Regions from separate parts of the Mus musculus genome. Here all the other regions are linked to region 7. The links are chromatin contacts, called in public Hi-C, HiChIP or PLAC-seq and promoter capture Hi-C maps. All regions are on one chromosome and are shown on one strand. The core of a region is the stretch at or near the end of the contact, and the rest is flanking DNA. Distances in the headings are between cores, read along the strand shown. Region 1 holds the start of P4ha2 (procollagen-proline, 2-oxoglutarate 4-dioxygenase (proline 4-hydroxylase), alpha II polypeptide). Region 2 holds the start of Acsl6 (acyl-CoA synthetase long-chain family member 6). Region 3 overlaps Slc22a4 (solute carrier family 22 (organic cation transporter), member 4). Region 4 holds the start of 4933405E24Rik (RIKEN cDNA 4933405E24 gene). Region 5 overlaps Gm12223 (a long non-coding RNA gene). Region 6 overlaps P4ha2 (procollagen-proline, 2-oxoglutarate 4-dioxygenase (proline 4-hydroxylase), alpha II polypeptide). Region 7 holds the start of Hint1 (histidine triad nucleotide binding protein 1).

Region 1 (3,198 bases), core at 511-3,010, 770 kb before region 7:
GCTAGTAACAGGTCCAAATTGGGACAGATCTCAAGGGGAGGCTGACACTATTACTGATGCTATGTTGTACTTATAGACAGGAGCCTAGCATGGCTATCCTCTGAGAGGCCCAACAAACAGCTGACTAAGAAGCAGATACACCCAACCAATGGTCTGAAGTTTGGGACCCCTGTGGTTTAATTAGGGAAAGGCTGGAAGAAGTTGAGGAGGAGGGCAACCCCATAGGAAGACCAGCAGTCTCAACAAACCTGGTCTCCTGAGATCTCACAGGCACTATCCAGTCAGCACAGACTAGCGGGTCTGAGGCCCCTGACACATATTCAGCAGAGCCTGGTCTGGCCTTAGTAGACACACCTAACTCTTGAGGAGACTTGAGGCCCCAGGGAATGGGAGGCCTGGTGGAGTGTGGGGTTGTGTGGGGGTGTGGGGACATCCTCTTGGAGACAGGGGACAAGAAATGGGATGAGGAACTGTTGGCGGTGAGAATGGATGGGGGATAACAACTGGACTGTAAAAAAAAAAAAGATTAAAGATAATTTAAAAAAAAATAAAAAAGAGCATACACCATGTAAGGGTGATTTAACAACGGTAAAGCAATAAACATAATACAGTAACTGTTGGGGGCTGTTGTGGAGCTAGAAGGTCTGAGAGATAGGCCAAGAAGATGGACTTTGCTTGCTTGGTTGGCCAAGGAGAGATGCACAGTGGGTGGTAGAGTGGGGTGAGGGTTATGTTTCCATAGCCATGGATTGAAGGTATTTATAGGCCAATGGGAAAGATCCTGTGGAGAGGGGGAGGAGGAGGAGGAGGAGGAGGAGGAGGAGGAGGAGGAGGAGGAGGAGGAGGAGGAGGACCACTCCGGACAGAGAAGTGGGCGGGCATGGGGAGGATCTGAGGATCTGGGCAAACTGTACTTTCTGTGGCATAGCAGATGCAGAAAGGTTTGTGCATGGTTTCAACTGGGCTCTTGGCTGGTAGCTGCCACAGACACGGACAAGTGGCCAGGTAGTATTTTCTGAGTTGTTTCTGTGTGTCTGTCTTTCCTAGTCTGGGCCGTCTGCCTGGTCCATGCCATTATAGGGAAATCCACACCAAACTCCAGGCACAGTCCCACAGGCCGGGCATCTCCGTTCTGGGCTCTGCTCCCTGATGAGATTCTCAGACTGCTTCCCCTCATTCATGGAGAAGCAAGCTTACAGGGCAGGCGTGGGAACCTGCTCAGCTGCCAGAGCATCCTTCAGTTCAGATCGAGGTCGGTTGCTTCCCTGTCTTCTTGACTGTGTGTGTCTCAGACAGAGCTGGTTGAGGTGTCCAATCTCATTGGCCTGTGTTATAAGCCATAGGTTGGCCCTAGGATGAGATGCTCCAGGCTACGCCAACTTCTCACATTTACAGAAGAGCCGAAGCCTGGCTAGCCTGAGCCCCTCAGAGAAGCAGTTAGGCTTTGGAGATGGGTCATCTGGAGAGATGAGGTGCGCTGACATCTCAGACCCTTGTCTTTTCCCTCCCTCCACTCCCCTCCCAGGATACTCAATTCCCGATCTTAGTGACGCCAGCCTCCTGCAATTTGCCGGTGGTAATGGATGTGGGGGTGGTGGGACCACAGAGGGCTGGAGCAGGCTGGGATGGGGGCGCCGCCCCTGGTGCCGGTCCCACGCGGCGCAAGGAGGTGTGCATCGCATACGTGCAGCGCGTGGCGGCTCGGGCCTTCCCGAAGGCTCCAGTGGCTCGGAGCCAGGCCCGGGCGGGCCCGGGGGGCGGGAGGTGGGGACGTGGCGGAGGCTCAAGCGGGCGGAGACTGTGACGAGGGCGGAGCCGAGAGCGCCGGGGCGACGCCGCGGGAGGTTCTGGAAACGCCGGCTTCTGCGCGTGTTCAGGTGAGCGCGGGTCCGCAGGGTCGTCGCCGGGCTGGGCTCGGGTCCCGGTGGCCGGGCGGTGCGTTCTGCTCTGCGCGGAGCCGGGAGCTGGATCCGGGGTCCCTCAGCCCCGTGCCCCGCGTCCGGCGCCCTGATTCTGCACCCGCCTGGGTTCCTGTCCCGCCCGCGTCCCTTCCCAGGGTTAGGGCGGTGAGGTCAGCGGTGCCCTTCCTGCCGGTACTGTTAGGCCGGGCCGGACAGGACACTTGGCGGGCTCCCGGGAAGGGGCGACCTGACCCCGGGGTCGCCCCCCGATCTAAGGCGGAGGCGCCCGCCTGGCCCCGAAGGCGGCGCTGCTTAGGATGAGGAAGACCCCTGGCTCCCAACCCTGGCAAGGACCAGCTTGGTCGCTGCCAGTTTTATGGGCTCTTAAATCAGAAACTCTCCTCCTATCTGTCAGAAGACATCCTTGTCGAACCTCTGATGTTTTCCCTGAGCAGTTTCAGAGACCGGTGGCGATTGGCTGACTGATTCAACAAATAGAGCATTCTCTGTGCCTGGAGACTTTCAAGGACTGAGGCAGGCAGAAGGGAAGACTCAGAAAGTTCAGGTCCAGAGCATCAGCAAGGTAAGTACTGAGTTAGTGTGGAGTTTGGGCTGTGTGGACTTGGTAGATGTCTGGATGCTTCCGGGCAGGAGACATGGGCTGGGGTGGGAGGCTCCGGTAAACTGGATTGGTCACTTAGGAACCTGGACTGAGGAATCACCCTGAGTGGCCGCAAGCTTGGGCCAGTATCACGTCTGTGGTACAGTAGTGGAATCAAGGTAACGGAAAAGGGCCGCTTTAGGGAATAGCTGTCCAAGGGCCCCACCCACAAGCAGTGAGAGATCTGCATGAGGAAAGTCCACTGAGCCCTTGCAAGGTGAGCATGGGTCTGGGTACTTCTGTCGCAGGATTTTACTGGGAAGTACAGGTGGGTCTTCCTGTCATCTGTATTCTAATGTGTCATTTACTATGCTGAAGGAGATCATTGAATTGCCCCCTACAGCAACTCTGCTGTGCTCTCAACGCGCTAAGGAGTCTCAGTACAAGAGAATCATTGGGGAAAGGCCTCCAGCCAACTCACTCCATCCTTGCGACGTGGCTTCCCTGACTGGGCCACACAGTGGATCCTTACCCTGAAGAATGACACTTTAAGGATTTTGCTTCTTAATGCAGGCCATCTCGTTACTGACACCTTATCCCTCCTGATGGAAGAGCTTCCTGGAACTAAGAGCAGGGTCCCAGTGCACCACTTTGTAGCTTCTGACATCCTCAAACGTTCTCAGCTTTGCAGAGGTC
Region 2 (3,299 bases), core at 321-2,820, 560 kb before region 7:
TCACTCTGGAGAAGAGGCTGCCAGAAGCCACCCAGGAGCCTAGATGCTCCTGCAACTTGGTGTTGCAGAGGACTGGCCCCAGAGCCTGCTGCTTGCCTCCTAGGACCCCTGCTCTGTTAACAGGTATTCACTGTGTACAGATAGAACAGTGTACAGATGATAGAAAGACCAGAGCATCCGAGAAGGGGATGGATCTTTTCATCCTAACTATAATGTGAAATGGATATTGACAGAATGCAGAAGGAAGGCACAAGAAGGAAAAGGCCCTACAGTGCATATGATCAGAAATTGCAATGGGATAAACCCTGCTTATGGCTTCATTATATTTAAAAAATGTGTGATGATATTCTGGCCAACTCCCTAGGCCAGTCTGACTTGAAACCATCTATGCCCTCTCCCAAGCCTAGAAGTGTCCCCTGACGGGGTCTCCACCTGAGCAGGCAGGCCTTCAATTAGTTCGCTACTGCTGCTGGGAATGCAGGAGGGATTTCTGATTGCTGTGTCACCCACTGGGAACAATCCTGCCACATCACCTCCATGATCCTCTCATAGAGGTGTCTGCCAAGTTTAAGATTCCAGCAAAACCCTTGCCAGGAAGAGACTGGCTTCAAGCAAGAGCAGCCCTCCCAAGACCCGGTTCCTGTAATGGGAAAGAATGGTCTATTGTAGAGACTCACTGTAGATGTTTCTGCAGACTGTACATCTCTAAGGTTCACAGAGATAGGCCAAGAGACACATACCAAACTAAAGATGCAGGACCACCCCCTCCCCAACACATAGAGAGACACACAGATAAACACAGACACACAGATAAACACATACAGATACACACACAAAGAAATTGAAGCCTAGATATGAGTTCAAGTGCACAGAGAGCATCCAATCTCACCTATCCACCCCTTGCTTTCTGATCTCTAATGTCTGGTTTCTCTCCCTCTTACTCCTGGTATGGGTCCTTGTCTTAACCAGTGCCTGACCAAGGTCTGTGCTGCTTGAGCGCTGTCCTCGGTGCTGGAAGCCTAATGAGTCCTGAATGCTTGAAGAACGAGGGGACCTTGGTGAAATCCACTTGAAGATGTCCATCGAGGCCCCATCAGAATACCTACCTTTATTATTTTAGAAAATCACAGAGCCAGGCTTCCTCCTTTTGTTCCCAGACAAAGGGATTGCAACTCTTCAGCTCACTCTTCAGCTCAGCAATGAGACCACCAACAACCTAGTGACCGTATGACCATTTATCACAGCTAAGAGGAACTTGAGCTCTTATGTACCACACATATGCATCACTGCCTGTGTCCTTGGGAGACACCTGTGATTCCATGTGGCTGCCTGTGTCTTCATGAGACATGCCTGGGGACATGGCAGCTGGTGAGTCTTCCCGTGACCTTGTGTGGCCTCCAACCTGACCTTGAGCATTCTTATTAAGTGTGGGTATTATCCAATCTAGCCTCACCTTGATGCCCCCCCCCCCCCCCCCGCCCCATCACTCCCTTCCCTCTTGGGTTTGCAGATGTGGCTCCCAGCAACTACAAAATCAGGTCCTAGGGGGCGTCTGACTCAGCCAGGAACCGGCACTTCAGCATGTGCACTTTCTGGGACAGAAGCCCTGGACCCCCGCTGCCATTTGAGCCTGCCTAGCCATAAAACCTTGGAGGCCGGTCGTGTGGAGGTAGGGTCGTTCATGGGTGGAGGCACGGTGAGGTAGGAGCGGCAGTGAGCCCGTGAGCCCCTTCCTCCAGCCCGTTTCCCCCAGAACGTTGCGGGGCGGGCGGCCCAGCCCCTCCCCCAGTCGGGCTCGGCAGTTCGGATGCCGCTGTCTCTTTGCCCAGGAGTCCCGGCGCGCTGCGGGGCTGGGAGTCGGGTTCCGTGAGGAGCGCGCGCTGCGCCCTCCCCCTCCCGCCGGGTCTCCGCAGCGGCGCGGGGAGGCGGGGGCTAAAAATACCCGGCGGCGGCGGCAGCGGCGGTGGCTCTGGGGCTGCGGGGCTGCGGGCCTGGGAAGCAGTGCGGGCCGGGCTGGGCCGGCTCACCGACATGCTGACCTTCTTCTTGGTGTCGGGGGGTTCTCTCTGGCTGTTTGCCGGTAAGTCCCGGTCCGATCCTGACCACCATTTCCGGGAAGCTGTAGTATCTCGGCCCAGGGTGCGGGTGTGACATCTCCACCTTGCGGAGCCCTCTGCTGCGGCTGCTGAATTGTCCCTTCAAGGTCCCCGAGGCGCCCCCCAATTCTGGTGGGGGTCCATGGGCAGCGTTGGGGAAGCAGCTGGGTCAGCCCGGAGGAAGGGCCTTACTAGCTGAGACCCCCATAACCCCCCTTCCGTTCTCAAGCTCCTTTCTCCTTGTGGTGAGAACCGGTGATCAGATTAGGCCCCGTGCCAAGGGAAGGGCAGACTTTTTGTGTCTGTGTCCATCTCTAGAGACCAAAATCCAAGTTATGTTGCCCCCACCACCACCACCAAGGTCCCTTGGTGAATTGTACGGCAGAGCTGACCTGGGTTTCCTGATCCAGCCAGAAACCTTTCTCACTAGCGGTCCCTGCTGCCCTTTAGCCAGAGGACAAGACTGGTTACTTGCCCCTTAGCTCTGCCCAAGGCTGTACCCTGGCTTCCCCCCTGCCTCACCCCTTTCCCTCCCTCATCCTTGCACCCTCTTTCTTAGGAAGCTACAGGACTCCTGATAAATCTCTGCATAGTACTTTCCCCAGATTCCTACACCCATACCTGTACTCTCCCAACAGGCCCACCCCTTACCAATACTACTTCTCAGCACTGGCCTCTCCCCTCTCCAAGCCTCCGGCTAATACCTCTAAAGGGTTTCCAGCCCCACCTCGGCCCCAGCTCTGTGCAGAATCTCTAAACCTGATAATGTACGTGAAAATGCTTGGCCTAGCCCAGGCCAAATGCTCTCCCCATGCTAATATTTCTTATTTGGTATTCGGATAGCACCATCAGCGGTGGTGACAAAGTTGTTTCTGAGCTAAAGGAAAGGCAGAGGTTGATTCTTTTGTGAGAATCATGTGTTTTCATGTGTGAGTTTTTTTTTTTTTTTTTTTAATATTCACTGTGAAACCTAGGAGGTTGGTGGGACCTCTTCTATTGTTGAGATTTAAAAACTGACTTCCCCAGTGCCATATGGATAACACTGGGCAGATTGGAATTTGATCTCAAGTTTTAGCTGATCAACCCATGCCAAGTGCTTGGTTATATCGTGTCTGAACCTGAGGGGATGGTGGGCCAGGTAATTATTTTTCCCGCCCCCACAATTGTCCTGAGTTAGGCCACAGGGGCATAGTCTCCCTGAGC
Region 3 (3,633 bases), core at 470-2,969, 860 kb before region 7:
TGGGCAGGGAGACAGAGGTGGGGCCTTTAGGATTCCTGGACAAGAAATGCAGAAGAGAAGGAAGAGGGCATCCCACCATGACAAGGGTGTAGGAGACCACACCGGGAAAGTGCAGGAGGGAGAGACGGCTGAAATGTAGATGCAAAGGGGAAAGCAGCCCCTGGAGGACCCCAGAAGGGTCCAGGGCAGCAAGGATAAAATACAGATTTAGTAAGTGTGTTAACTCAGGAATATTGGAGGGGAGTGTGTTAGCCACATGGAGGTTCAGAAGTGGCCTAACCATTAAGCTAGTTATACCATATTAAAATATAAAGTGTGTGTGTGTGTGTGTGTGTGTGTGTTTCCATCTGGGATCCAGAACATAAGGGCAGGTGGTGAGAAGTGTGTGTGTACCTGCCAGGAGATAGAGCAGATTTAACAAATTACCTCATCAGGTTTCTAGATCGACTTAACTGGGGAGAAAGGTCCCCATAAATGTGGGTGGAGCCAGGGTATGGGAGAGGGTGCTGGGCTGAATAAAAAAGAGAAGGCCAGGTGGGCACAAGCATTCATTTCTCTGCTTCCTGACTGGAGATACAGTGTGGTTGGGGGACTCCAACTTCTGCTGCCACGACACAGAAAATGAGATCTGGGTTTTTGAGATAAGCTAGCCTATGGTATTTGGCTATGCTATTTCATTCAAATAGGCCAGGACAAATTTATATTTCAAGTTTAAAGCATTTAAAGGTTGGAGTATAGCTTAGTTATACAGTGCATGCAAGAAGCCCTTGGTTTGATCCTTAATACAAAAAGATATGTACATTAATAAATTAGTGAAAAACAATACAAAATAGGTGGCTGATAAAAAGCCATGTAATTGATGTAGTTAAATCTCAAATATGACTGAGATCCCTGGTAGCCAAAGTTATAGAACATGCCATCAAGTGTATGCTCATTGAAAGGGAAACATATGGATTGGATCAAATGAGCTTTAAACATGTCTAAAGAGAAGCTACAGCAAGGATGGCAGGGGTGGGGTGGGGTCGTGGTTGGGTGTTGATGTTAGAAGTCTGAAAAATACTGAATTAGTGAGCTCAGTCAAGGCAGGAGGTGGTTAGGTTTTCTGAAGACAGAGAACCAGAGGGCGCTGTTGCGCTGCAGGAAAACCCGCAGCCACCAGGTCCATCCTTCCACCAAGCCCTCCCTTGCTGAGAAGCGGTTCTTTACAGGGGATGAAGGAGATCCACTGCTGGCATCTTACCCAGCAGTCTGTAGGCAGGTTGAGGGTGCTATGCCTGAGACTAACACAGGGCCTAGAAAGCTGGGGTGAGAGGGTCAATGACCCTGATTTTGAGTCTCACTTCCCCCACCCTGGGAGGTGTATCCTGTGTGTGTTGCTCTGAGGAGCATGAGTTTAGTTGGCCTTTTGTACTATCCTAAGACTCTTGCAAGCCTAGTGAGGTTTTTAAGAGCAGCCTAGAAGAAGGCTCATTCCTGTACTGCTTTGGGAACAATTCAGGTTCTGGAATCAACACAGAGATTAATCCCCAGGATGAACATTTTACCATCCCAAGCATCCAGATTCCCAGAGCTGGGAAGATCAAAGTTCAGGGAACTTCTCAAATGAAAATCTGTTAGGTTCAAATCTGGCTTCAAGGAAAAGAAAACCAACAGAAGCCTGGAAAGTAGCTGTTTTACTCGTGAAACACCAGAGGGCACTGCTGTGCTGCAGGAAAACCAGCAGCCACCATGTCTGTCTTTCCACAAAGTCCTCCTCCCCTGTAGAAGTGCCTGGGATGCCATCTGTTCTGGGACAGATCAGTTTTCAGCGACACTTTCAGGCCTTCAGACCTAAGATCGTAACACAAGTGTTATCCCAGAACCTAATGTTAGCAGTTTCCCTCCGAGCCCGCTAGAATGAGAAGGGTGGACCCAAGCAGACAGCGAGCCCTGTGAGTGCAGTCTTCTCTGTTAACTGTTGGCCTGACACACCTAAGCTCCTGCCCACCCTTGACCTGGCCCTCTTCTTCTCTACCCTGCACTCGAGGCCATGGCCACGTGGGAAGGAGGGTTGTGGAAGGCAGTGCCAGAGCTGTGGTACTTGAGGGGGCTGGGGCTGCTGCTGGGTGGCTGGGCCTGTGGATAAAGTGCTTGCAGTACAAGGATGAGGATGTGAGCTCAAATGCCCAGGACCCGCTTAAAAGAGCTGGGCACTGTGGAACACGCCTGAGAACCCAGTGCTGATGGGACAGAGACAGGAGGCCTCTGGGGTAAGTTACCTGAGAGCTCCAAGTTTAATGTAAGTTTATGCCAAAGAATAAGGTGAATGGCCAGCTGGCTGGCTCAGTGCCAGTCCTGGTCAGCTGAGTTGACTCCCAGGGCCCAGCGTGGTGGGAGGAGAAAATGAAGTCCCACTAGTTCTCTGCTTTTCACCCGTGTGCTATGGCTTGCATGCACCCCCTTTCCTCATACAAAATAAACATTCATTTAGAAAAATAGGCAGAGAGCAATTGTGAAGGACATCCAGTGTTTCCCTCTGCATTAACCTGCCCACACTCCTGAGCTCATACTTATGCATACATAAACACTCACAGAGACAGACAGATAGACACACAGATAGACAAACACAGACACATAGAGACATACATACATACATACATACATACATACATACAGACAGACAGACAGACACAAGTTAAATAAGTAAAATGCATCAGAGGATGAGGCTGTCTGGCATAGACCACTCCTTGCTCCCAGCCGGGGCTGCTCTGACTTTGTCCTCCCATCCAGAGGGACCCTCACGTCCCACCCTTCCCAGGTCTTACATCACTTACTGCTTGCAGCTCTTTTCTTTCTACACAAACGTCTCTGCTCTCTACAGACATAATAATATTTGTTATGGTGAAGTGTTGTTGTTGTTTTGCTTTTAAGAGACATGGTATTGCTACATAGCCCAGGCTATCCTAAAACTGATCATTCTCCTGTCTCTGTCTCCTGAGAACATGTGTGCATCTTCACAGATAACCTCAGAAAAACTCCTGTCGCTCTCCTCATCCTCCTCGGAAGGCTGAGAACCTCGCTCCTCATGCCAGGGCCTGCTTAATGGAGGGCTGCTTATTGAGCCACGCGGAACCCTGTGTCTCCTGCTTGCACTATCCCTTCCTGTGAGTCCTCTTCCCTCAGACACGAGGCTGGGCCCGTGGCAAGAGGCCATTCACCAATAATTAAAGGAATGGAATTTGGACAATTCCACCTTGGCAACCTGACAGAGGGTGTGCATGTATTTGGCTAACACAACATAACACGGCTAAGGCCAGTGAGTCACAAACTCCTGAGAGCAATCAGAACTACATAGCCAGGTGTAGGAAAGGCTATTCGACCTCTATGATAGAGCACGATCAATAGTTAAGCTGGAACAATGGGAAAAGACTGTGATAATTTGGGGCCAACTAAAATGCTTGTTCTAAGTATTATAGGACTTTGTGTTTATTATGCTGTGGGTATACTACCTCACCTCCTTTCATAATGAGGGGGTGTTAGGTGGTGGGAATCACACTTTTCAGAGCACCCCTGAACAACTTCTATGAAACTCACCTCATTTCCTCCTCCAGAGAAGCTGGAGAGTGTCTAGGGCCTCCCCAAGGCCTAGGAACT
Region 4 (3,619 bases), core at 888-3,387, 650 kb before region 7:
GGTCTCAAGTTTCCTGTGCTGTGACCCTTTAATACAGTTCTTTATGTTGTGGTGGCCTCAGCCATAAAATTATTTTTGTTGCTACTTTACAACTGTAATTTTGCTAATGTTATTAATCATAATGTAAATATCTGGTATACAAGATATCTGCTATGTGACCCCTGTGAAAGGACCACTCCACACACACACACACACACACACACACACACACACACACACACACAGGTTCAGAACAACCAGCAATCTAAAATAAAAATTTGCTTTTAATATTCTATACCTATTTTTCATATTTTTTAAAGATTTATTTTTATTTATTTCATGTATGTGAGTACACAGTAGCCGTCTTCAGACACACCAGAAGAGGATCCTATTACAGATCCTATTACAGATGGTTGTGAGCCACCATGTGGTCACTGGGATTTTAACTCAGGACCTCTGGAAGAGCAGTCAGTGCTCTTAACCACTGAGCCATCTCTCCAGCTCTATTTTTCATATCTTAATGCAAAGGTGGGGACCCTACTAGTCATACTTGAACAACAGTGTTGATAACTAGTATTGTCTTGCCCTAGTTGGCACCTTTTCTAAGGCTGCACTATTAACTACATCCCTGTAGCTTGCTGATATAATCCTGGAGCTCAAAGGGTACCCATCACAGTCTTAATTGTAAGGATGTATTTGGAATCCAGCCTTCGCACAGGCCTCTCATAGATACATCCAGGCATCTCCTGAGACAATGTGAGTCCTTGGGTAGTAAGTTTACATGGAAGGGGGTACCACACCCTGCTCCCCACACCCCACCACTTCACTGCCTCCTGCCGGGGAATCAGAGAGCCTGGCTATATATAGGCTTTTGCTGTGAACCTTCTCCACTCCTCAAAATGGAAAAGAAGAGGTTCTCTCCTCTGCCATGTATGCTCTGAATCTCTTCAGAGACTCCACCATGCTGCCTGTCTCTGATGCTGTGGCCTAAATACTCCTTGGACCTCCCCCCATGCTGTTGACCCTCTTTCTGTCTGTCCATGGCATCATTATCTCTTCTAATAGACTCCTTATTCCCCAGTAGCCCATCTCAGTTCCCTCGAATCACTCAACCCTACCTAAAACCCAACAGCGGTATGCAGTGTTTTCCGGATGAGTAGTCTCTGTTGCCAGTATCATTTTAAAAATCTATCCACTACTGTAGGAAATGACACTAGAAGATTTTCCATAGTCAAATTTCACTGAACTCTAGGTATACAACCAGTTGACCATAATCTCTTGATCTCTTCACTCAGCTTAGTGATACTTTATTCCTGTTGAGTTCTATCACAGTCAACCAGAACTGTACCCTGCCCCTAGACTGGCTTGCATATACATTCTCCGTGTACCCACAGAATCCCATCTCTCCCTATGAGATGTACTTACAATTTGGTATTATAATTACCTATCTTGGGGGCTTGGAGATGTAGCTCAGTTGGTAAGAGTGCTTGATTAGCATGCACAAAGCCCCAGGTTCAATCTCCCCAACCATATAAACTGGGTATGGTGACACACACCTCTGTAATCCCAGCACTTTAGAGATGGAGGCAGGAAGATCAGAAGTTCGAAGTTGTCTGAAGCTACATAGTGAGTTTGAGGCCAGCCTGAACTACTGGAGAGCCTATTAAACAACAACAACAACAACAAACCCTTATACTTACTTGTCTTCAGTGGAACATATGATTATAGAGGGACACGGTTATGTTTTCATTGGCTTCTCGGTGACTAGTTAGGGCTTAACTTAAAGGAGGCATGTGGAAATAGTCTCTTCTGTAAAAGGATGCTGACCACCCCCAGGATCTCAGCTCTTTTGAAGACCCTCATTTAGCTTTGTTGAGCCAGACAAGAGCCATTCCAGTGCTGATAATCCCCCTTGCTTCATTAACTTCACAGTCATCCCAACAGCCTGTGAGGAACTCTGGACTCTCCCTGATCCCCCATATCCTCGGATGAAAGTTCTCCATTAGTTCTAGCCAGGCATACCCAAATGTGGAGGCCTGAGAATACCTAGTTCCCCAAGCTGAGGCCTTGTGAATGTTCAATTGGATTTTTCTTCCCAGTAACCTGAAATATTTAGGAAATGCCTAAGCCATGCTCGTGAGAGTATGCATGGTCACCTGGCAACCCAGTTACCTGGAGGCTGGGTCTCTTTACCATAGAGTGCTGAGGGGCATAATGGGCATAGTTCTGTCATCATTATAGGAAGACTCCCATTTGATGCCAGGCCTCTATCACGCTAAAGATGATTTCACCGAGGCCAGCCATTGTACTTGCAAGATGAAGCCACCAAGGCCACCCAGTTGGATCATTCCTATGGAAGCAGGCAGGTACCTGGCATCCCAGCAGCCCCACTGTAGAGGCACTGCTGAGGGATACACTGCCTTGTGTGTCCAGGTAGGGAGCTGGTAGGTACTCAGTGCTAACATCATCCAGTCTTCCATCTCTGTTTTTTTTCCCTCATAGGCATCTACTGAGAAACTTCTGTACAGTGGAAGTCTGTACGGTGAGTTCTAAGGGTCCTAGAACAGCAGCAAACATAATCAAACAATCAGGTGCATGCCCAATTTCCCTCATAGTTCGCATGACACTGACTGAAGCTCACCAGGTTTGTGACACATATCAGCTTCCCTTGCGTGGCTAGGCTGCTCATCTGTCACAGCTGCTGGCACCTGCAGTCCAGACCTGAAGCCTGCAAGGTTTCTGGAGAGCTTTGAGATTCAAATGGCTGCCTCCACGTTAGCTCCTTACATGCAGAGGTGGCCTCTGACTTGCTTTATGTCTCTAGCCCATGTCCCACCTGGCTTCCCCTACCCAGGAAACATTTGGCAGTGGCTGACCAAACGCTAAGCACAGAGCTAACCTTGTTTCTTTGGAGCCTGTTAGAACCTTTAAGAGAAGTCAGGACAGAACTATAGGCACAGAAACAGGCCAGACACCTGCCTTCCTTTCTTCATGCATCCTGTGTTTAGAAGAGCCACAGCAGATGAGTTTGGTGCCACACGTCTTTAATCCCTGAACTTGGGAGGCAGAGGCAGGGCAGGTGTCTGTGAGTTCGAGGCCAGCCTGGTCTACATAGTGAGTTCCAGGACGAACAGGGACTATAGAGAGACCCTGTCTCACAAATAAAAGACAAGAACCATGGTAGAGGTGTGCTGAGACCATCCCTGTGGGAGTTCTTCTGGAGAAGTGGAGAAGGCTCTGCTCCGTGCCCATCAGTATGTGAGTCTGGCTGTGCCCACATGCGTGCTGTGCACGTACATGTTTGTACCCTTGTTGCCGCAGCAGTAGCCTACATGGACCTTGCATAACAGTCCTTATGCTGTGAGGGAGAGGGGCTCCCAATTTCCATGTCTCCTTTGAATCATTACAGTTTTTGGTGTGCAGCACTAATACATCACGGGCCCCCACCCCCTTTTAGCAGGCAGAGCGGTGACTGAAGCATTGGGCCTGTGGTTTCTGTAACAGGAAGTGATTTAGATGCCGAAAGCTAATTTTAGATGGGTTGATATGGGGTTTTCAAAGAATGTTTCAGCTGAAAACTCAGCCTTTTTTTTCTTCTTGCCTATAAAGGATGGGCAATTTCCCACTGTCCCTGTCACTG
Region 5 (3,188 bases), core at 477-2,976, 710 kb before region 7:
ATGACTGCTGCCACGTGCTGCCACCAAAGCATCAGAGCTCTTGGCCGGTATCTCATCACCACAATGAGTACATCCTAGGGGCTAGAGACTACATGGGTATTTCAGGCAGTCTTTTGATCCTACCCTCAACTTGGTGAGTACAAGCCAATTTCTTTTTAGACTTGAAGCAAAGTGACGGACCATATTACTTCTCAGACAAACAGCACTTAAACAGGTTTGGGCAGTTTTAATGAGGATTTCTCTACATCAGTTTGGCCTGTTGACATGCCTGTGAGGGTTGTCTTAATTTTTAATTGATGTGGAAATACCCAGCCTACGTTGGGTAGCACCATTCCCTTGGCTTGGGAGCCTAGAATGGATAAGAGAGGAGAAAGCTAGCTGAGTATAAGCAGCAAGCAGTCAGGAGGCACGGGTGCATTTGTCTTCAGTGAGCCTGCTCTCCACCAGGATGGGAGAGCCTCGCTCACATATTTGCATCAGGTGTTGCAGACAGTGTGAATGAACTAGATGCTGATACTTCTTTGGAGCTCACAAAAGGACTGGAGTTTAGCAATACAAAGATTTTCCTCCCCTAGGGGCAAACAATCATGCCGTGTCATTTTCTGTAAGGGGTTAAATATTTTCACGGTCTTTACACTGTTATGGATCTCGTGTGGAATGTCACCTGTCACGGGCAGAGGGTGTTCCGTGTCTAGAAACTTGCCTGCAGCCTTCTTCCTCAAAACATCAGAGCTTGCTCTTGTGTGTTGACAAGACTTTGCCTCTCAGAGTTTCTATGCCACTCGTGACACATGGCATATTGAGCTTTGAGGTGAAAGGTGAGATGCAGGCTCCTATCTGAAGATCAAATACACTGTGCAGGTTGCAATCTTGAACATCTCTGTATAGTTCTTATCTTTCTCTGATTTGGAAGCCAAGGCTAGAACCTTGTGAACATCAGAACTTGTGAGCCTTAGTACTCAGGGGACCAGGAAGGCTCTCTCCTGGATCACAATGCCTGTCCTTGCTTGGAGCTCTGGTATCAGTAAAGCAAGCTTAGAAGTCATGTGCCTAGTTCTAATTAACTCCTCCATCTTCTTCCAGTGCACATAAGGTTCTTGTTTTCTGTGGGAAACCAGCTGAAATCATGTATCCTATTGGGTGAAGGAAAACTCTTCATCCAACCAGAATGAAAAACTTACCTTTTCATCCACAGGCTGACTAGGACTGGTGTTCTCTTACCCTTCACACAGACATCAACTCAAGCCTGAGGTACTAGTTTAAGTCTTGTCTGAGGTGATGCATATGAAATCCAGGCCACAGCTCTGCTTTATGGTCCTGGTGCCAGGACTTAGAAAATCACTGCACGTTGTCAGTTGGCTTCCTACTGGCTGAGTTCACAATTGTAAGACCCGAAAAGGATTCACCTTGTTAGCAAGGACAGTCAAAAGCAGAGTGAGCTTCAGATGGTAGTGGTGCTTATGGGAGAGGCGTGCTAAGGGGTTGTGCATGATACGAGGGATGCAAGGAGGCAACATGAGTCCCTCAAAACGGCACCGAGATCCAGACGAGAACCAGGTTAGCTTTCTAAAACTGATTCCTGACATTGAGAAGTCACTGCATAGGAACGAATGAGAGCACTGGGTCACCCCTCTGCTTCCCTTTTGTGCCCTACTTTGTGGTTCTGAGTCAGGACTTGGCAAGCTATACTTCCCCTTTGTCAGTTGGCTTCCTGTCAGATTCTGCCAACCAGGGGCACTAGAGGCACACCAGAGCCCAGAAGGAGGGAGACAGTGCTCCTTCCTGTTTGGCTGGCTGTCCCTGCCTGTGTCAGTCCAACAATAGTTCTGAAAGCCTCACAGTGGGACTTGTTTGGACTTTCCATTTCGCACCCCCCCAAGTCTTCTAGAAGCATCTTTATTATAGAAATATGTTTATTGTTCATATATAGACAGTAATACCACTGAACTGGTGTTCTTCTTTGTGTGTGCACATTTAAGTACACATGATAGTATGTGTGCACATGTATTTCTACATGTATGTATGTGGGTATGCACATGTATATTCGTGAATGTATGTGCTTACACTTGTGTGTGTGTGTGTGTGTGTGTGTGTGTGTGTAGATCAGAGGTCAATCATCTCAGGCATCATTCTCAGGAGTTGTTCACTTTTCTTTTTGAGACAGGGTCTCTCACTGACCTGGAGCTCACCAAGTTAGCAAGGCCAGTGAGCCCCAGGGATCTGTCTGCCTCTGCCTTCCTGGCCCTGGGATTAACAGTGCATGCCACTGTGCCTGCATTTTTATGTGGCTTCTGGGGATCCAACTCAAGTCCTTGTGCTTGCAGGGCAAGCACTTCTCTAAGTGAGCCACTTCCTTACTCTCTTAGTGCTCTTTATTGAGAGAGGCTTGACTTCAGGGCCCTCTGGGGCCCTCCTTGAGTCCCAGGAACAGTTGGACAGCAGCATGGTTTTCAGAGGCCTTGGTTATAGCTCTACATAACTGTTAGGTTTCTGCCAAGGTGCTAGGTTTAACACTCAGCCCTCTCACCTTTGTCCCTGAGCTGCAGGTCTGGGAGCTGAAATTAGCTCCCGTGTGTGTCAGTCCTTTCTACTGTGCCACTCTCCACAGTGACCTCTCTTTGATGGCACAATGTGGTCCTCGTTCCTTCCTCATTTGTTGTGTGGTCTTACTTTTGCTTTTGTGACTGGACTTTACCAACACCAAACAGATTAGGTACAGTTAATGGGAAAATGAGTGACCTGGAAGATTGGCTGGGGCATCCCACAGAGTACGTCACACATGGAAAACAAGAATAAGAGTGTTAGGTGCTGAGGAATTCCTCTTTCACCAACATATGATCTATGCTGTTTCAGACCAACACTCCTGAGAGTAGAAATAATTATCAGAGGATTGAAAGCATTCTATAAGGCACAAATCTCTCAACAAAGGCCAGGAAAGCTGGGCAGTGGTGGCGCATGCCTTTAGTTTAGTTCCAGCACTTGGGAAGCAGAGGCAGGTGGATTTCTGAGTTTGAGGCCAGCCTGGTCTACAGAGTGAGTTCCAGGACAGCCAGGGCTATATAGAGAAACCCTGCTCGAAAAACAAAACAAAACAAAAAACAAACAAACAAACAAACAAACAAACAAAAAACCAAAGGCCAGGAAAATGAGTGGTCCAGGCCGCTAAGGAAATCTCTGTCTAGTCATTA
Region 6 (3,122 bases), core at 184-2,683, 740 kb before region 7:
CAAAAAACTGAGTGTGGCTATGCATTTTACTGTCACCCCAGCTGCTGTGGAGAGAACACGGACAGGAGGCTTGCTGGATGTCAGCTTACCTTCAGGTTCATTGTCTCAAGGGAATAAGGTGGAGCATGATAGAGTGAACACACGACATCCTTCTTTGGCCCCTGCATGCACACACCACCATATCCATACACCACATACATAAAGAACACACATGCACACACAAAGCTTGGGGGTTGTGCTCAGGCCTAGGGAGATGGCATCCCTGGGGAGTCGGGCTGCCGCGGGGCTGTTCAGACTGATGGCAAATGCAACGCTGTAATCCCTCTCCAGGTCGCAAACTACGGAATGGGGGGACAGTACGAACCACACTTTGACTTCTCAAGGGTAAGGCTCCGATCGTCTTTGGAGGGCTCCTCTCTGGCTGGTTTGAGAAGGTTGGAGCTTCTAGAAACATTTCAGCTCCCACGGCATCCCTCCTCCACCTACCTAGTGAAAGGGGAAATTCTGTGCTGCTGGCAAAGCACCTGCAGAGCCCAGTGGAGCCTGGTTGCATCCAATTGATGTGTGGGTGCTTTGGCTTGATAATAAAGTCAAGGACTTCTCTAGGTCCCTGTAAAGGGTTTTCTTGCCTCTCCCTGGTCCCCATTGTTGTATTCTGAGTGGGGTTCCCTGTATTACCTTGTCCCATTCTTGGTTTCTCAAGGGAAGGCAAACTTGCCACCTTCCCCTGACCCTTTTGGTCCCAGTCCTTTGGGTGGCGGGCAAGTTAGTTGGAAACTTGGATAAAAGTTGTTGTCTGTTGCAGCGACCCTTTGACAGCGGCCTCAAAACGGAGGGCAATAGGTTAGCGACGTTTCTTAACTATGTAAGTACTGGGCTGGGCGGTTTTGTTCACTCTCACTTAATTTTATAGAGCGATGAGCAAGATGCTTTCAAGCGTTTAGGGACTGGGAACCGTGTGGCCACGTTTCTAAACTACGTGAGTATGATGCACGTATCTGATGGGCCCCGTGGAGACCCTGGGGCCACCGGGCTCCGTATCCCACCCCCATCAGGGCTCATGGCATCAGCTGCTAATTAGTGGATCCTCGGTGCCCTTCTTGCCTAGAGTAGAGAGGGTTGGCTTTTGTCCTCACCGGTGTGCTTGTCTCTCTGCTACTCCCTGGCTCCCCACCCCCCAACATCATTATTATTTTTAGCTGTGGTAAAAATATACATAACATAAAAATTACCATCGTAACAATTTTCTGGTGTGTTCTGGTGACATTTATTAAATCCATCCCTAATGTGGACCATTTACCATCTGTTACCCTAGCTCTTCTCACCTCGTAAAATGGAAACTCTGTTTCTATTAAAGAGTACTTCCAGAGTCCCTTACCCACCCCCATCCTGCTTTCTGAGCCCACATGAACCGCATCAAAGGGGACGCCTGGAACCCTCTGTGCTTTTCACTGCCTGATGCCAAGTCCGCTCTCCTAAACAGATGTCTGTGTGGTGGCTGCTTCTGCTTCCCTTTGGTGGACACAGTTCTACTCTGAGCTTTGGGGATGAGAGCCCTGGTAGGCTCTGTCTTGGTGGCAAAGTGCACGGGAAGCAGGGAGGGGCTTTTAAAAGATAACGGCCTCTGTTTGCTAGTGTGGTTGGCCATTTTCCCTCCTGCTACCCCGCCCATCTGTAGGCTTCTGCTTCCCTTTCCCCGCTGGAGCAGCTCAGTCTAAGGAAGCCGAGTCAAGGGGCTTAGAAAGGAAGCTTGCTTATTCCTCTTTACGTTTTAATTATGTGCTGGAGGTCTGCCCTGCACACACACTGCTGACAAGGTCCTATGTGGTCTCCACTGCAACATCTGCGATCCGACTTGGGAGACTCGATAGAAGCATGGGAGAGAGTGTTACTTGGTTCCCATGGAGACAAACACTGACGAATTTGCCCAGGCATGGGGTTTAGTAAAGGCCTCATTTAGGAAATAACATGTCAGTTATGACTTGAAAGTCAAATGGAAATTTGTGGAACTTTTTTTTTTATGGCAAAGAGGAGAGTGTGGGGGCCTGGAAGAGAAAATGTCTGAGATGTTGGGAAATGGACAAAGGTTAGTGTGTCTGGAGAGAGAGGCAGGGGAGACTGACTTGGAGACTCTCTGGATTGGAACCCTAGCACTGGGGAAGCCACTGGGTGTTGTCATCTTTCTTATCGTGAGCCTGCTGAGTGCCTGCCTCTTCTGTCAGACTGGTGTGCGCCATACTGGGGAATTTTTAGCTCTAGGGGTTTCCCTCTTTTTTTTCTTAGCACTAATTTTTGTTACCTTACAGGCCATATTTTATTATAGTATAACCAAACAAAACAGAAAACTAAAACAAACCAAAAGCAAGATAAAACAAAACAAAACCCACTTCAAGTAAAAGTGTAATTTAGTACCATAGGAGAGGCAGAGTGGCATTCTGGGAAGGTGAAAGTCTGATGAGAGCAGCGAGAGCCAGGAAAACAGCCACACAGGGAAAGGGATGCTCCTGAGGTTGGGAGCCATGGGGAGCTCCTGCCCAGAGCAGTGGCTAAGCACAGTGGCGTAAGCAAGGCACGGCTGGGTGAGGGTTCAAGATGGAGTCAAGGTGGGCATTTATTCTCTCTTTCTCCCTTCCTTCCTTCCTTCCTTCCTTCCTTCCTTCCTTCCCCCCCCCTCTCTCTCTCTGCCTCCCTCCCTCTCCTCTCTCTCTTTTCTCTCTCTTTCTTTCTTTCTTCCTTCCTCCCTTTCTTTCTTTCTTTCTTTCTTTCTTTCTTTCTTTCTTTCTTTCTTTCTTTCTTCTCTCTCTTTTCCCTCTCTCTTTCTCTCTCTTTCTTTTTCTCTCTCTCCCTCCCTCCCCTCCCTCCCTTCCTTCCTTAGTTTCTTTCTTTTTCAGATGTATTTATATCGTATGAGTATTTGCCTGCATATGTGTGTGTATGTATGTGTGTATATATATATGTATGTATATATATTGCATGTACCACGTGCATGCATGGTGCCCACAGGCCAGAAGAGGACATCAGATCCCTTGGTATTGGAGTTACGGATGGTTGTGAGCCTCCACAAGTGCTCTTACATTGGGTTATGTGTAATAGCAGCAAACGCTGTTTTTTTTTTTCTTTTC
Region 7 (3,169 bases), core at 66-2,565:
ATCTGACTTCCCTGGAGCTGGAGTTACAGGCAGTTGTGATGTTTGTGCTGGCCTCTGTGAGAACAGTTTGTGTTCTTGATCGCTGAACCATCTCTCTAAGTCCCCAAGGTTTCTTCCTATGGCCACTTGGAGATTGTCAGATAAGAGGGCCAGGAACAAAATCTAATGAGGTATGGAAATGGAGGCTTAGCGTGCAGGAAAAAAAAAAAAAAAAACCAACATCCAGAGGGCAAGGGTGTGAGATGTTGAAAGAAGACAAGGGTAACAACTGTAGCAACCAGGCCAACAGATCTATATGACAACTGCGATTGTCTAGAGAACGCTGATTGGAGGTCCTGCCTAATCCCGACAAGGAGGAAATGACCCAAAGGACCAATGATGACAAAGTGCACACCATATGTAGAAAACACTTTTTAGGAGGAGCAAAGGGATAGAGAGGAGGAAGGGTGGAGGTGGGGCCAAGGAAGACTTTTTGTTTCTTCCAGGTGGAGCATCTTACCTGAAGCTGATTCCTGCCGGGGAAAATGGCCCAAGAGGCTTACAAACAACTGCCACCTAAGGTCTCATCTCTGCAGTCTTGGACTTAATTGATGCAGAGTGTGGCCAGAGATGTTTAAAGAGCTCCCAAGTGGTTTTTAGTGTGTAGTTATGACTGAGAATTGCTGCCACACACAGCAAGAAACAAACAAACAAAAAAACCCCACCTGATGTAAGACTTCACCTGGCTCTTAGCTAAGGCCTCAAACAGCTGAGGGTTTAAACGATCACGGTCAAGAGCACTTGTTCCTCTTGCAGAAAGGACCAGGCTTCAGTTCCCTCCACCCACATGGCTCACAACTGTAACTCCAGTTCCAGGGGATCCAAAGCATTAGATGTGATTCACTCTTACACATGCTTGCAAAATACTCATCTACATATAAAATAAAAATCTTTTTTAAAAAATTAAAAAAGGGAAGGCTAAGGTATCACACCCAGTAAATGTGATCAGAACAACTTGAAATAGAAACCAGACTGTTCTGGAGCAGGGTCTCGGGTAGCCCAGGCTGGCCTCAAACAATGTGGAGAAGGATGAACTAAACTCTTCCATCCTCCTGTCTTCATTTCTCAAACTCTGGGATTACAGGCGTGCAGCACCAAGCCGGGCTCGTGAGAGGAAGGGATCAAACCTAGAACTCCGTACGCGCTTGGAAAGCACTGTACCAAGCCGAGCCTCCTCCCAGAACTGGCAAATCAAAATTTCCTATAGAGGTGCAGAGGCAAAGAAAGGGCGTTTCCTCCGCCCATTTCGTTCCCTCGCTCGCCGCACGCCGGCGCCAGTGCGCACGCGCAGGCCCACCGGGCGCGAGCCGGCAGTCTCCGCGCGCTCCCGCGGTTCCTCTCCCCACTGTGGCCGCGGCGCGGGAAGGACAGTGAGCGGCCGCGATGGCTGACGAGATTGCCAAGGCTCAAGTGGCCCAGCCCGGCGGCGACACGATCTTCGGCAAGATCATCCGCAAAGAAATCCCCGCCAAGATCATCTTCGAGGACGACCGGGTAGGCTTGCCGCTTGCCCGGCGACACGCCGGCGTTCCCTGAGGAGCCGCGGGCCTGAGGCGACGCGCGGCCCGGCTGGCCTGGCCCTGCGCCCGCGTGGCCCTGCGGCGCGTGCCTGCGCTCGGGTTACGCGTTATCGGCCGCTCGGCCCGCCGCGTGTCGCGGCCCTGGTGAGGTGATGCGGGCGGAGGCCCCGGGAGGTGACGCCCGCCCGGGCCCCCTGTAAAGTGCAGACCCGTGGGGTGACGCCCACCGGGGCCCGCGGCCGCCACCCACCACGCGGGTGTCAATCTGGCCTTCGGGAAACCGGATCCTGCCCCCGGCGCAATCTCCGCGATCTCCCGCGCGCAGCGGTCCCCGCACTGCGAGGTGACCGGGGATTCGAGATCCTTATGCTCCCTGTCCCCTGCTCCGGCTGCAGACGTTGCCTCTGGGGACTGGAATTAGCCCTTCAAGCTTTTTAAAAAAATACTGCTTTAGGGTGTTTTGTTTGTTTTATTTTAATAGATCGGCTTCACTACTCTAGGCAGGCCATGAACTTGCTGACTAACTAACTGGGGCGGACCTTGAACCCTTGATCCCCCGCCTCCACCACCCATATGCTAAGGATTGCAGGCAGCCCACACCCTGCTGATCGGAGAAAACATTTATGGTGCAAGATCCAAAGTTGTATTTTTTCCCCTCCTTGATAGATGAAATCTCAGTCGATAGTGAAGACCAATTTTGTAAATTATTCCCTAGACAGTTCTGTTTATGGCTTTCAGTCTCACATAAAGCAGGGTGGGAGCTTGGCCCATTGACCAAAAGGTTTTATACGGGTTTGTTCAGTTCACTTTAAGAAACATGCAATATGAGAAAGCATTAATGCTACTGGTAATGTTCACATAGACTTGAAATAGTACTCCAAATTTCATTGGGTTCTTGAGGTGAGTTTTATTTAAATTGCCTGTATTTGTCACTAGTCTTAGAAAAAGGCCCATTTCATTTACAAAGTTTGCAAGTCTTTTAGTGTGTTCTGTAATCCCAGTCCCACCATCCATAAGACTGGCCAGCCTGTATTATGGAATAAGACCCTAACTCAAAAACAAAGCAAAACAGAACACTTGCAAAGAAAGAAAGAAAAAGCTTTAAACACAAAACCAGCATCCTGTGGTTCTTGCACTTGGAAGGTGGAGGGAAGAGAATCAGTTTAAGTCCAACCTGGCCTATATGGAGACCCCACATTAAAAAACAAAACAAACAAAAGAGAACCATTGTTTGCAGTTGTTTTGATAAATGGTCTTTGAAATAATGATTGAACTTGAGTATTACTGGCTGAGACATTCTAAATGACACAGCATTTTATAGAGTATACCAAGTAAAATTACTCCCTAGACAGGTAAGTATGGCTGGGTCCTGTTAGGAAGAGAGCATGAGATATAAAACACCCATACAAGGCGGTACCTGCACAGGAAAACAGAACAAAACAGGAAGTTGCAATCAGGACTTCGATCTGGAAAAGGTGGGAGGGGAAGGGAATCAGGTTTGTTTCCAAAATTATAAAGATGGAGGCAGAGGAGATGGTTCAGTGGCTAAGAGTACTTATTCTGAAAGCTTGAGGACCTGAGTTCAAATCCCAGCACCCATGTTTAAGCTG

The links. Promoter capture Hi-C pulls out the DNA fragments that hold promoters and counts their contacts. A called contact is a pair of places that touch in the nucleus more often than the background predicts. HiChIP or PLAC-seq counts read pairs in DNA pulled down with a chosen protein or histone mark.
Region 1: an H3K4me3 HiChIP or PLAC-seq map of forebrain shows a contact between it and region 7, with 6 times the contacts expected there. The contact joins the promoter of P4ha2 here to the promoter of Hint1 in region 7. A contact is called at or near these places in 17 of 39 promoter capture datasets (the 3T3-L1 cell line, 3T3-L1-derived adipocytes, the C10 cell line and 11 more), 5 of 484 Hi-C or Micro-C datasets (cerebral cortex, cortical neurons, embryonic stem cells and 2 more) and 14 of 115 datasets of contacts at active chromatin or transcription factors (the NIH/3T3 cell line, T-cell acute lymphoblastic leukemia, astrocytes and 11 more).
Region 2: a contact with region 7 is called in a promoter capture Hi-C map of the HPC-7 cell line, with 13 times the contacts expected there. The contact joins the promoter of Acsl6 here to the promoter of Hint1 in region 7. A contact is called at or near these places in 14 of 39 promoter capture datasets (the 3T3-L1 cell line, the C10 cell line, the HPC-7 cell line and 10 more), 3 of 15 datasets of contacts at CTCF or cohesin (the NIH/3T3 cell line, large pre-B cells and pro-B cells), 21 of 484 Hi-C or Micro-C datasets (B cells, the Ba/F3 cell line, the G1E-ER4 cell line and 14 more), 29 of 115 datasets of contacts at active chromatin or transcription factors (the 230-238 cell line, DN3 thymocytes, the NIH/3T3 cell line and 22 more) and 1 of 9 other capture datasets (macrophages).
Region 3: a contact with region 7 is called in a Hi-C map of cortical neurons, with 5 times the contacts expected there. The contact joins the enhancer-like site here to the promoter of Hint1 in region 7. A contact is called at or near these places in 3 of 39 promoter capture datasets (3T3-L1-derived adipocytes, the HPC-7 cell line and frontonasal cranial neural crest), 2 of 484 Hi-C or Micro-C datasets (cortical neurons and embryonic stem cells) and 10 of 115 datasets of contacts at active chromatin or transcription factors (T-cell acute lymphoblastic leukemia, astrocytes, bone marrow-derived macrophages and 7 more).
Region 4: an H3K4me3 HiChIP or PLAC-seq map of bone marrow-derived macrophages shows a contact between it and region 7, with 5 times the contacts expected there. The contact joins the promoter of 4933405E24Rik here to the promoter of Hint1 in region 7. A contact is called at or near these places in 4 of 39 promoter capture datasets (the 3T3-L1 cell line, 3T3-L1-derived adipocytes, embryonic stem cells and 1 more), 1 of 484 Hi-C or Micro-C datasets (reprogramming fibroblasts) and 4 of 115 datasets of contacts at active chromatin or transcription factors (the 230-238 cell line, the NIH/3T3 cell line, bone marrow-derived macrophages and 1 more).
Region 5: a contact with region 7 is called in a promoter capture Hi-C map of the HPC-7 cell line, with 8 times the contacts expected there. The contact joins the enhancer-like site here to the promoter of Hint1 in region 7. A contact is called at or near these places in 14 of 39 promoter capture datasets (the 3T3-L1 cell line, 3T3-L1-derived adipocytes, the C10 cell line and 9 more), 1 of 484 Hi-C or Micro-C datasets (B cells), 7 of 115 datasets of contacts at active chromatin or transcription factors (T-cell acute lymphoblastic leukemia, astrocytes, embryonic basal ganglia and 4 more) and 1 of 9 other capture datasets (liver).
Region 6: an H3K4me3 HiChIP or PLAC-seq map of embryonic limb bud shows a contact between it and region 7, with 6 times the contacts expected there. The contact joins the enhancer-like site here to the promoter of Hint1 in region 7. A contact is called at or near these places in 8 of 39 promoter capture datasets (the 3T3-L1 cell line, 3T3-L1-derived adipocytes, the C10 cell line and 5 more), 3 of 484 Hi-C or Micro-C datasets (cerebral cortex, cortical neurons and embryonic stem cells) and 12 of 115 datasets of contacts at active chromatin or transcription factors (the NIH/3T3 cell line, T-cell acute lymphoblastic leukemia, astrocytes and 9 more).

What each region holds. Positions count from the first base shown.
Region 1 is chr11:54,099,164-54,102,361 of GRCm38.p6, forward strand. P4ha2 (procollagen-proline, 2-oxoglutarate 4-dioxygenase (proline 4-hydroxylase), alpha II polypeptide) reads left to right here and starts at 1,761. Exons shown (of 16, transcript NM_001136076.2): 1 at 1,761-1,877; 2 at 2,357-2,484.
Region 2 is chr11:54,302,254-54,305,552 of GRCm38.p6, forward strand. Acsl6 (acyl-CoA synthetase long-chain family member 6) reads left to right here and starts at 1,571. Exons shown (of 21, transcript NM_001033598.1): 1 at 1,571-1,669. It overlaps Gm51861 (a long non-coding RNA gene), which reads right to left and starts at 1,448. Exons shown (of 3, transcript XR_003949553.1): 1 at 1,107-1,448.
Region 3 is chr11:54,001,187-54,004,819 of GRCm38.p6, forward strand. The region is part of intron 3 of Slc22a4 (solute carrier family 22 (organic cation transporter), member 4); the gene reads right to left. Among named protein-coding and RNA genes, the nearest start is that of Slc22a21, 23 kb to the left of the region's middle. Within about 2 kb of position 1,720, at least 59 of the 459 cell types and tissues checked have an H3K27ac peak or open chromatin away from gene starts, as enhancers often do. A contact at or near this core is called in astrocytes, bone marrow-derived macrophages and cortical neurons, where this site is marked.
Region 4 is chr11:54,211,151-54,214,769 of GRCm38.p6, forward strand. 4933405E24Rik (RIKEN cDNA 4933405E24 gene) reads right to left here and starts at 2,138. Exons shown (of 3, transcript NR_045506.1): 1 at 1,680-2,138. The region is part of intron 3 of Gm12223 (a long non-coding RNA gene); the gene reads left to right.
Region 5 is chr11:54,154,390-54,157,577 of GRCm38.p6, forward strand. It overlaps Gm12223 (a long non-coding RNA gene), which reads left to right. Exons shown (of 9, transcript XR_003949549.1): 3 at 1-133. It also overlaps the pseudogene Gm18323. Among named protein-coding and RNA genes, the nearest start is that of Gm12223, 14 kb to the left of the region's middle. Within about 2 kb of position 1,727, at least 90 of the 459 cell types and tissues checked have an H3K27ac peak or open chromatin away from gene starts, as enhancers often do. A contact at or near this core is called in B cells, the HPC-7 cell line, memory CD8 T cells and 2 more, where this site is marked.
Region 6 is chr11:54,125,433-54,128,554 of GRCm38.p6, forward strand. It overlaps P4ha2 (procollagen-proline, 2-oxoglutarate 4-dioxygenase (proline 4-hydroxylase), alpha II polypeptide), which reads left to right. Exons shown (of 16, transcript NM_001136076.2): 12 at 331-384; 13 at 806-865. Among named protein-coding and RNA genes, the nearest start is that of Gm12223, 15 kb to the right of the region's middle. Within about 2 kb of position 1,434, at least 56 of the 459 cell types and tissues checked have an H3K27ac peak or open chromatin away from gene starts, as enhancers often do. A contact at or near this core is called in T-cell acute lymphoblastic leukemia, bone marrow-derived macrophages, embryonic forebrain and 1 more, where this site is marked.
Region 7 is chr11:54,865,068-54,868,236 of GRCm38.p6, forward strand. It overlaps Hint1 (histidine triad nucleotide binding protein 1), which reads left to right and starts at 1,316. Exons shown (of 3, transcript NM_008248.3): 1 at 1,316-1,533. The coding sequence starts at 1,423.